Linked DNA regions of Anas platyrhynchos: region 2 is linked to region 1. The links are chromatin contacts, called in public Hi-C maps. All regions are on one chromosome and are shown on one strand. The core of a region is the stretch at or near the end of the contact, and the rest is flanking DNA. Distances in the headings are between cores, read along the strand shown. Region 1 overlaps LRP1 (LDL receptor related protein 1). Region 2 holds the start of LRP1 (LDL receptor related protein 1).

Evidence for each region. A called contact is a pair of places that touch in the nucleus more often than the background predicts.
Region 2: a Hi-C map of skeletal muscle shows a contact between it and region 1, with 5 times the contacts expected there. The contact joins the promoter of LRP1 here to the enhancer-like site in region 1. A contact is called at or near these places in 2 of 8 Hi-C or Micro-C datasets (liver and skeletal muscle).

What each region holds. Positions count from the first base shown.
Region 1 is chr34:2,488,452-2,492,618 of IASCAAS_PekinDuck_T2T, reverse strand. It overlaps LRP1 (LDL receptor related protein 1), which reads left to right. Exons shown (of 88, transcript XM_072031914.1): 6 at 3,773-3,935. Among named protein-coding and RNA genes, the nearest start is that of LRP1, 41 kb to the left of the region's middle. Within about 2 kb of position 1,943, at least 6 of the 8 cell types and tissues checked have an H3K27ac peak or open chromatin away from gene starts, as enhancers often do.
Region 2 is chr34:2,528,943-2,533,109 of IASCAAS_PekinDuck_T2T, reverse strand. LRP1 (LDL receptor related protein 1) reads left to right here and starts at 1,746. Exons shown (of 88, transcript XM_072031914.1): 1 at 1,746-1,909. The coding sequence starts at 1,831.

The DNA.
Region 1 (4,167 bases), core at 694-3,193:
GGTTGGGATTGGGGGCAGGAGAAGGGTTTTGCTGGGAAGACTTGTAAGGGTTGGTGGGGCCAAGGACAGAAGTCCTAAAAACTCCTCTTCAGCATGTCCCTTCCCTGGCTGGGAGCAGCGTTGCCCTTCAGCCTCACGTACCCCCGTGCCGTGATGGCTGCAGAGGTTGCTTCAGCTTTCTTCTTCCACTGACCATGGGAAGGAAAAGAAGTCAAATCTGAGCCCAGTGCCACGCAGATTATTTTGTGGCAGGGACTTCAGCAAGTGCTTGGTCAGGGTCAGCGTGAAACCAGGAAACATCTGCGCAGGGTTGGTTTTGGAGCTTGCTGAAGTTGCCAGCCCACCATCGTTGAGCAATGTGCCGCTGACGAACTTCTTGGGGCTGCCTTCCCTCTGTCCTCCCTCTCCGTGCCCCCTCCCTAAAAGGAGCCCAGCGGGCAGAGTCCCCTCCGGCATCCGGCCCCGCACCAGCCGCGTTTGTGGCCAGCGCTTCTGAGTGGGGCCAGCTGGCATGGGCCGCAGCGATCCGGCCCTAATGAGGTTAGTTAGCTTCTTCCAGGAAAAGCCTTTAAAGTTCACGTCCCTTCTTCTCTGTCCCCCAAGCTCCTTTTCAAACGCTAGCAAATAAATAAATCTTAGCAAATGATTTTTGCATGTTGCAATTGTTTGCAACACCCAGCGCCGATTGAGCAAGGAGGGAGACTGGAGGCTCGGCCGGGGGCCGGGAGATGCCCTCGTAGGCAGCATCCCTCTGCCACTGGGAGCTGCAGGCAGGAGGGGACGGGGGGGCTGCCCCCACCTTGTTCCTCCTGTGGTCCCTGAGCTGGGTCACTGAGAGGGCTTTGGCTGGGGCAGCTCCTGGACCCCCCTGTCTGGCAGGGGGTGGCGGGGGTGAGGAGAAAGCCCCGACCTTCTCAGCCCCCCCCCCCCCCCAAGCTGTAGTGAACTGGGGAGAGCTCTCTGCACATTAACGCTGGGGGGTAAAAATTGACATTTGTTAAATTCACTTCCACTGAAAGTTCAAGAGGAAAACCAGGTTTATCTGAGGCTACAAGAAAGAAATGATGATGAGGATAATAATAATAATAATAATAATAGCAACAACTGATTCCTGCAAAAGGGGGGGGGGGGGAGGGAGGGATAGAGAGCAGGGAGAGGGAGCAATTTGAAAAACAAAAGCCTTTGAGGAGCGTAATGCTTTCCAGCTGCAAAAATACAGCCTGGGAGAAGAGCAAGTGCTTGCGTCACCTCCAGCTCCGAGCCCACGGCCCGGCCCCGCTGCCTGCCCCGGCGATGCCCAGCTCCAAGCAGGGGCCAGGCTGGGAGCTGAGCAAGAACCCCCCCACACCCCCCCAGCCAGGCTGGCAGCGCTGTGCTGGAGCCAGGCATTGCTGCTCCCGGTGTCCCCTTGGTCCCCAGGGTGGCAGCCGTGCTGGGGACGGGCATTGCCAGAGCGTCCCGGGAACGTGAAAGGGGCTGCGGGCCCTGAGGAACGAGCGGTTTGCAGTCTGCAGCTGGTTCTGGACGTGTTCCCGAGTTGTGTTCAGCCTTTGGATGCCATGCTCGTGAGCTTCCTCCCAGCTGGAGGAGCTGGAGACGAGCTCGAGCTCGGCTGGGAGCGCTCGGTGAGGTGGCAGCGGCCCCGTTCTGGAGGGAGAACAAAAACGGGGTCTGAGTGCGCTGGGTTCTGCCAGACGGCAGCTCCTGGCCGGGGGGGGCGAGGAGGGTGGCGAGGAGAGGCCAAATCCCCATTTTGGAAGGATTTGCCATCGAACGGGCCATGAAGCCAGCCCATGGCAGAACCTGAGGGAGGAGGGCTTCTGGTGGGCCGGGCCGGGCGCCCGCAGGTGCCGGGACTGGGGCCAGGACTGCGCCGTCCCACGGGGTCCTCACCGCCCCCCCCCCCCGGCTGTCCTGTGACTCTGACTCAGCTCTGCGCGAGCTCCAGCCAGCAGCTGATTTTTGGGGAATTTTTGCGAGTCCCGTCGGTGAAACGTTCCTGGCCCTGGCAGCGCTGCGTGCGTGTTGCTGCCGCCCCCTCCTCTCATCAGAGGCCGGTGAATCAGGGCCGGGGGTGGAGGAGGAGGGGGCCGGTTGGTGTGGGGAAGACGAGGGGGGCCCTGGCACCCGGGAGGGCAGAATGCAGCCCTTGCCCACCCTGCACCATGTCCCCAGCCCAGCTCCAGCCCTTGGGGCAGCGGCTCCTGCTGCCCTGGGCTCCCTGTGGCCCCGGGGGGCATCACCTCCACCCCGGCCCCACTCATCACTCGCTGCACATTGGGCTCTCCGCGTGCCTTTGGCGTAGCTGCTTCGGTGCTAATTCCTGAGCTCTGACTGTTTCCACTTATTTTTATGAGATAAATCAGGCTGGGTGATAGCGGCGGGACATGGCGAGCCTCCGCCTTTCCGCTCGGTCATCAGTGCACAGCCCTGGCCCCGGGGTGCGTGATTGCCAGAGAGACATCCCTGTCCCCAGGGCCAGGGCTCGGCCTGAAGAGCTGAATGGGGTGTGCAGCAGTGGGAGCTGGCCCGGGTAGCTCAGGGCTTGGGGTTGGGGTTGACAGGGCACCCACAAAACCACTGGGTGTTGATGAGCTCGGCGCTCGTCAGCAGCTGGGCAGCGCCTCGTGGTGCTAAAGCAGGGAAGGGCTTGATGTAATCAGGCTGAATCGTGCAAGCAGGGGGAGTTGGGGGCATTGCAAAACGTCCTGGCTTGATTCATGTTTTCCCTCCCTCTGCGCTCTGGAGCTTCTGCACTAGTTAATAATTCAGCAGTGTCTGGCCCTGCTCCTCTGGGGCTGTCTGGGTCCCAGCGCCGCGGGGCAGTCGCGGCGCGGGGCTGCGGACACCTCAGCCCTGGCCCTGCTCTGCCTTGCAGGTGGCCAGGGACAGCAGCACGGTGTCGCTGGTCGGGGAGAGTGGCCCTGGGGTCCTCTCCAGCCAAAAGCACTGGGGGACAAAGCCCCCACTTTCCCCAGAGTACCTGGGAGCTGCGGCTCTCGCTCTGTCTGTGGGCCAGGGCCAGCAGGGAAGGGGAGCCGAGCAGCGCGCAGCAGCACCCTGCTTACAGGCAAAGAATTTGGGTGCATCAGGTTTATCCGATTTAACAGGCTTTTGCTGGTTTCATTAAATACTTAAACTCGGCGTGCCAAATGCCATCGCTCACCTGCTCCAGGGCTCGGGGCGACTTTGCAATGCTGGATTACCGCTGCCTGCTCCTCACCTGAGCAGTGCTTTGCCTACTGCTGCTCTTGGTCTTGATGCTGCAGTTTGTGCTCTTCTTCCTGCTGTGCTTGTTGCTTCTGCTGCCTTCATCCTCGAGAGTCCCTTTCCCTGCTGCCTGGCCAGCATCCCTGCAGGGATCCCCGTGCAGCCGCGTGCTGCATCGCTGCTGGTGTGGACGCTGGCAGCAGCAGTGCTGCCCCGTGGTGGCAGGTCCCCAGGAGGGACAGCGGGTGCAGAGGAGGGGACAGATTGCTGCACTGATCCAAGACTTCACGGTGGAGCAGACCCTTCCCCTACCAGGTGCAGCCTGGGCCAGTGGGCACAGCCTGGGCAACAGCGAGCCCGAGGGGGCTGCTCTCGGCTCTGCTGCTGCCATGCAGGGGGAGCAGAGCCAGGACCCTGGTGTGCTCACTCTTCAGCTATATCCATGCTTGAGATGCCTGCTGGGCTGGGAGGTGACCAGGGAGCCTGCCAGGGCTCTTCCCTGGGCTTCTTCTCCCTCCCTGTCTCCCTAACCTCTCTTTGCCTCTCTTCTCCCATGGCCCAGATGTGGAGCAGATGGCTATCGACTGGCTCACGGGCAACTTCTACTTTGTGGATGACATCGACGACAGGATCTTTGTCTGCAACAAGAACGGAGTCACTTGCGTCACGCTGCTGGACCTGGAGCTGTACAACCCCAAAGGGATAGCGCTAGACCCAGCCATGGGGTAAGAGCTGCTTGCCGGCTGGGAGGGTCTGTGTTGCTGCAGCCCTGCAGAGGTGGAGCAAGCTGGGGGGGACGAGCTCCCAAGCCGTCCAGTGGGCAGCAGGGATGCCGCTGAAGAAGCAGCTCACCCCCATGAGGGTCCCTCTGGGCTTTAGCTCTGCCTGAATTCAGCATTTTCTCTCCCTTGGCTGAGATCAGGGCCGTGTGCTGTAGGATGGCTGTGACAGCAGCTT
Region 2 (4,167 bases), core at 497-2,996, 41 kb before region 1:
CCTTACCTGGCTGGGGGCCGGGGGGGGGGCCCTGAACGAACCCACCGGTGCTGAGCACATGGGACCCGGGGCTGGGTGCGTGGGAGGAATCCCGGTAAGAGCATGGCCGTGGCCTCGCTGTCCCGGCCACCTCCGCTTGTAGGGGTTTGGCTGCTTTGTGCCGTGCCCCCCCCCACCCCGGGCACCGCTGGCCCCTCTGTGGGGACGGGGTCCCAGGAACATTTTGGGGAGGGAGAACATCTTCCTCCCAAACACCTGCAGCCGGGGAAGGAGGGACGGGGTTGGGGCAGCCCCGCTCTCATTGGGGTTGGGGGGGTCCACGCTGCCCCCCAGCCCCCCAGCCTGGGTGGGTCCCCGGGGCCCCGGCAGCGTTGCAGATCTTGGCAGTGCGTTGAGCCCAAGCACGGCTCCAAGCATGAGCCACACGCACAGGACCCAACACTGGATGAGCAAAATATGGCCTGGCCCCAGCGGGACCCTGCTGCTGGGACCCCGCTGCCAGGACCCTGGGCTGGGGGGCACGGCCTCATGCTGTGGGGTGGGGGTGGCGGGCAGCACTTGTGCCGTGTCCATACCATGTCCATCCCTACGCCACATCCCTGTCCCCCATACCCATGGCCCTGCTGATCCCATACCCATGTCCATACCTACACCGCACCCATACCGTTCCTATACCATACCTACACCATGTCCGTACCCATCCCCACACCATGACCGTACCTCTATCCATACCCATTCCCATACCATACCATACCCACACCCGTACCATGCCCATACCTATTCCCATAGTACACCCATACCTATTCCCATACCATACCATACTACATGTACACCATACCATACCCATACCTGTACCATGCCCATACCCATTCCCATACCTACACCATGCCCCTACCTATACTGATACCATACCCATACCTAAGCCCATACCTATTCCCATGCCATACCACAGCCATACCCATACCCATACCCATATCCATACCCATACCCATACCCATACCCACAGCCATACCCATACCCATACCCATACCCATACCCATACCCATACCCACAGCCATACCCACAGCCATACCCATACCCATACCCGTACCCATACCCGTACCCGTACCCGTACCCGTACCCGTACCATGCCCATTCCTATTCCCATCCCACACCACGCCATACCCGCACCCGTACGATGCCCATCCCCATTCCCATTCCCATTCCCATACTATACCCATCCCTATTCCCCCCCCCGAGCCCATCCCCATCCCCCCCCCCCCCCCCGAGCCCATCCCCATCCCCCCCCCCATCCCATCCCCATCCCCCCCCCATCCCCACCCGGTACCTGCCCCCCTCCATCCCCGCCCCCCCCCGGGGGGGCGCAGCCCGGGCACCTCCCGCGCATGCGTGCCCGCCGCGTCGGACCCCCCCCCCCCCCCCCCCCCGTGTCCCCCCTCCCCCCTCCCTCCCCCCTTCCCCCCAATTCCCCCCCCCCCCGCGGCGGCTCGAGCCCGGTGACGTCAGGCGGGCGGCGGCGCGCGCTCCATCCCCCGGCGGCGGCGGCGGCGCGCGCAGCCCCCCCCCCACCCCCGCCCCCGCCCCGCAGCCCCCGGCGCCGCCGCCGCCGCCCAGGACCGGAGGGTCCCGGTTCCCCCCCCCCCCCCCCCCAAACCCCAGCCCCCTCCCCTCCTGGTCCCGGCCCGGCCCCCCCCCCCCCGCCCCGCCCGGCCCGGCCCTCCCCTCCCCTGCCCGCCCCCGCCCTCCGCGGATGTCGGTGCGCGGGCCCGGGACGCGCCGCCCCGCGGGCAGCACGGCGTGAGGAACCGGGAGCCGCCGGGAGCCGCCGGCATGGGGCCGCTGCTGCTGCCCCTCGCTGGGTGCCTGCTGGCCCTGCTGGCCCCCCCCCCCGCCGCCCGCGCCCTCGAAGGTGAGTGCGGGGCCGCCGGGGGGGCGGCACGGCCCGGTGTGCTCCGGTGGGGCTCGGTTCGGCCCGGTGGGGCTCGGTTCGGCCCCGCCACGGCTCCCCCCGGGGGCTGCGGAGCGCTCCCACCGCGGGCCCCGGCCCTCGCCGCCGCCGCGCTGCGGAGCGGGGCCGCCCGCAGGGATTGGGGGCGCGGGGCTGGGGCCGGCACCGGGACCGGGACCGGGACCGGGGCTGGGGCTGGGGCCGGGGCCGGGGGGGCTCCGCCGTGGGGGCTGCGCTCGGGCCCGGGCCGCTGACGGCGCCCTCAGGACCAGGGGGGCTCGGGGCGGGGGGCGCGGGGGGCCGGGACCAGAGCGGGGCCGGGGCTGGGGCTGGGGTCGGGACCGGGACCGGGACCGGGACCGGGGTCGAAGCGGGGCTGGGGCCGGTCCCGGCCGCTGCAGTCGCGGCGCTTCCCCCGGCGGCCCCGCTGCGACAAAGCGGAGCGGCCCCGCGGGTCCCCGCTTCTGCGGAGAAAATAAAGGGACCCCCCCCCATCCCCCCCCAACCCCCCCATCCTACAGCAGGCGTCCTCCTCCCCTTCCCGATCCCCCCCCCCGGGAACTTCCCTCAGCTCCCCCCGCTTCTATTCCCCTGACGCCCCCTCCACCCCCCCACCCCCCCCCCCCATTTTCCCTCTGCGAGCGGCAGGGGCTGCCCTGCGGTGACAGCGCGGCCCCCCCCCGGCCCTTGCGTAACGGGGCCGGTAACGGGGCCGGCCGCTGGCCCCGGGGCCGTCCAGCCCCGCACCGAGCGGCTCCTTTTCAAGCTGCGCACGTCTCGCCCCTACCGGGCTCCATCTGCTCGCCCCATTCCTCTGCAGCCTCCCCGTACCGGGGGCTTGGGGCCGGCAGCTCGGCCAGCGGGGAGCCACCGGTGGAGAAGTTCCTGGAGATGTTTTAATGTTTGGGGTGGTGGGAGGCTGATTTTTTTTTATTATTATTTTTTTTTTCCCTTAAAAGCCTGGAGATTTGGGGTTTTGAGTTGGCTTGCGCAGCTTTCCGCTGACGGGTTCCCTCTAGCCCAGATGGGAAGGGCCTGGCGAAGGCGGCAGCCTGGAGCGTTTTATCGATTGGGGGGGGGATCTGGGGGAAGGTTTCGCTGTCCCCTTTTAGCACCCACCTCGGCACCAAGCTGCTGGCGCTCGGTGCCGTGGCGGAGACAGCAGCGTCCAACCCATGGCCAGTGCTGCAGGGGGGGGGGGGCTGGAGCCCCTGACCTCCCCCCGCCCTGCTGGAGCTCCAGGCACCCAAATCACGTCCCTGGGAGGGAGGCAGCGATGCCGCTTGTGTCCCTGGCTCTGCTGACACCCGTGCGGGGTTGCTGCAGCCACTGGCACTGAGCTGCCCTCTCCCCGTAGGCAGGGAGTGCACCGGGGTTTGCTGCTCAGCATCTCCCCTTTTTGGGGGCACCCGGCACCGTGGAGGCATCGTCCCCCCTGGGTTGGGGTTCGAAGCAGCCGGCGGATCCCGAAGTTGGTGGGGGCGGGAGGGACAGGCATCAGTCATTGCATAAGCTGCGTTGCCTTTGGAAACGAGGCTGCAGCAGCGATGATGAGCTCGAGGGAAGTTCCTCCATCCTCTCCTCCACCCCGATGACTTGGAACGGGGCGAAAGCCAGCACGGGAACGCCCCCTCACCGGGTGGCTGGCGGTGGGCTCCTGCTGTGGGGGGGATGCTGTGCCTTGCCGACCCCACAAAGCCACATGCAGCTGGCACGGCGTCTTTCGGAGCTCTGTGGGCAGGAGCTGCCCCGGTCCGGGGATGGGGCTTGGGGAGGAGGCTTCAAAACCCCGGTCCCCCTCCCCCTTGGCAGTGCAGCGGCGGGGGCTGCCTTGGCTTGCGACCCCCAAAGCCACCGCCTCGGGTTGTGACGCTGAAAATGTTAATTTGTTCCTGTCTTTGGCTGCAGAAGAGAGGGGAGACAAAGTCCAGCCGGCGGGGATGGTGGAGGAGCTCTTCCAGCGGGACAAAGGGCAGCGGCGCACGGCTCTGATCTGCCGGAGCGCTCTTCCCATCTGGCGGGGCGGCGGTGCGCTCCCCGGGTCCCGATGCTGCTTTGGGCATACCTGTGGTTGGGGGCGGCCGAGGTGTTTCGGTGCAGCCCTTCCCCCTCAGGGGTCCGGGTTTTGTGCACGCAGGTGCCATCTCCCCGGGCAGGGACGGGTTTTCCAGGAGCCAGGCTGGGTCTGGGGACTGTTGGGGGGTGGCTGTCGGGGCTGG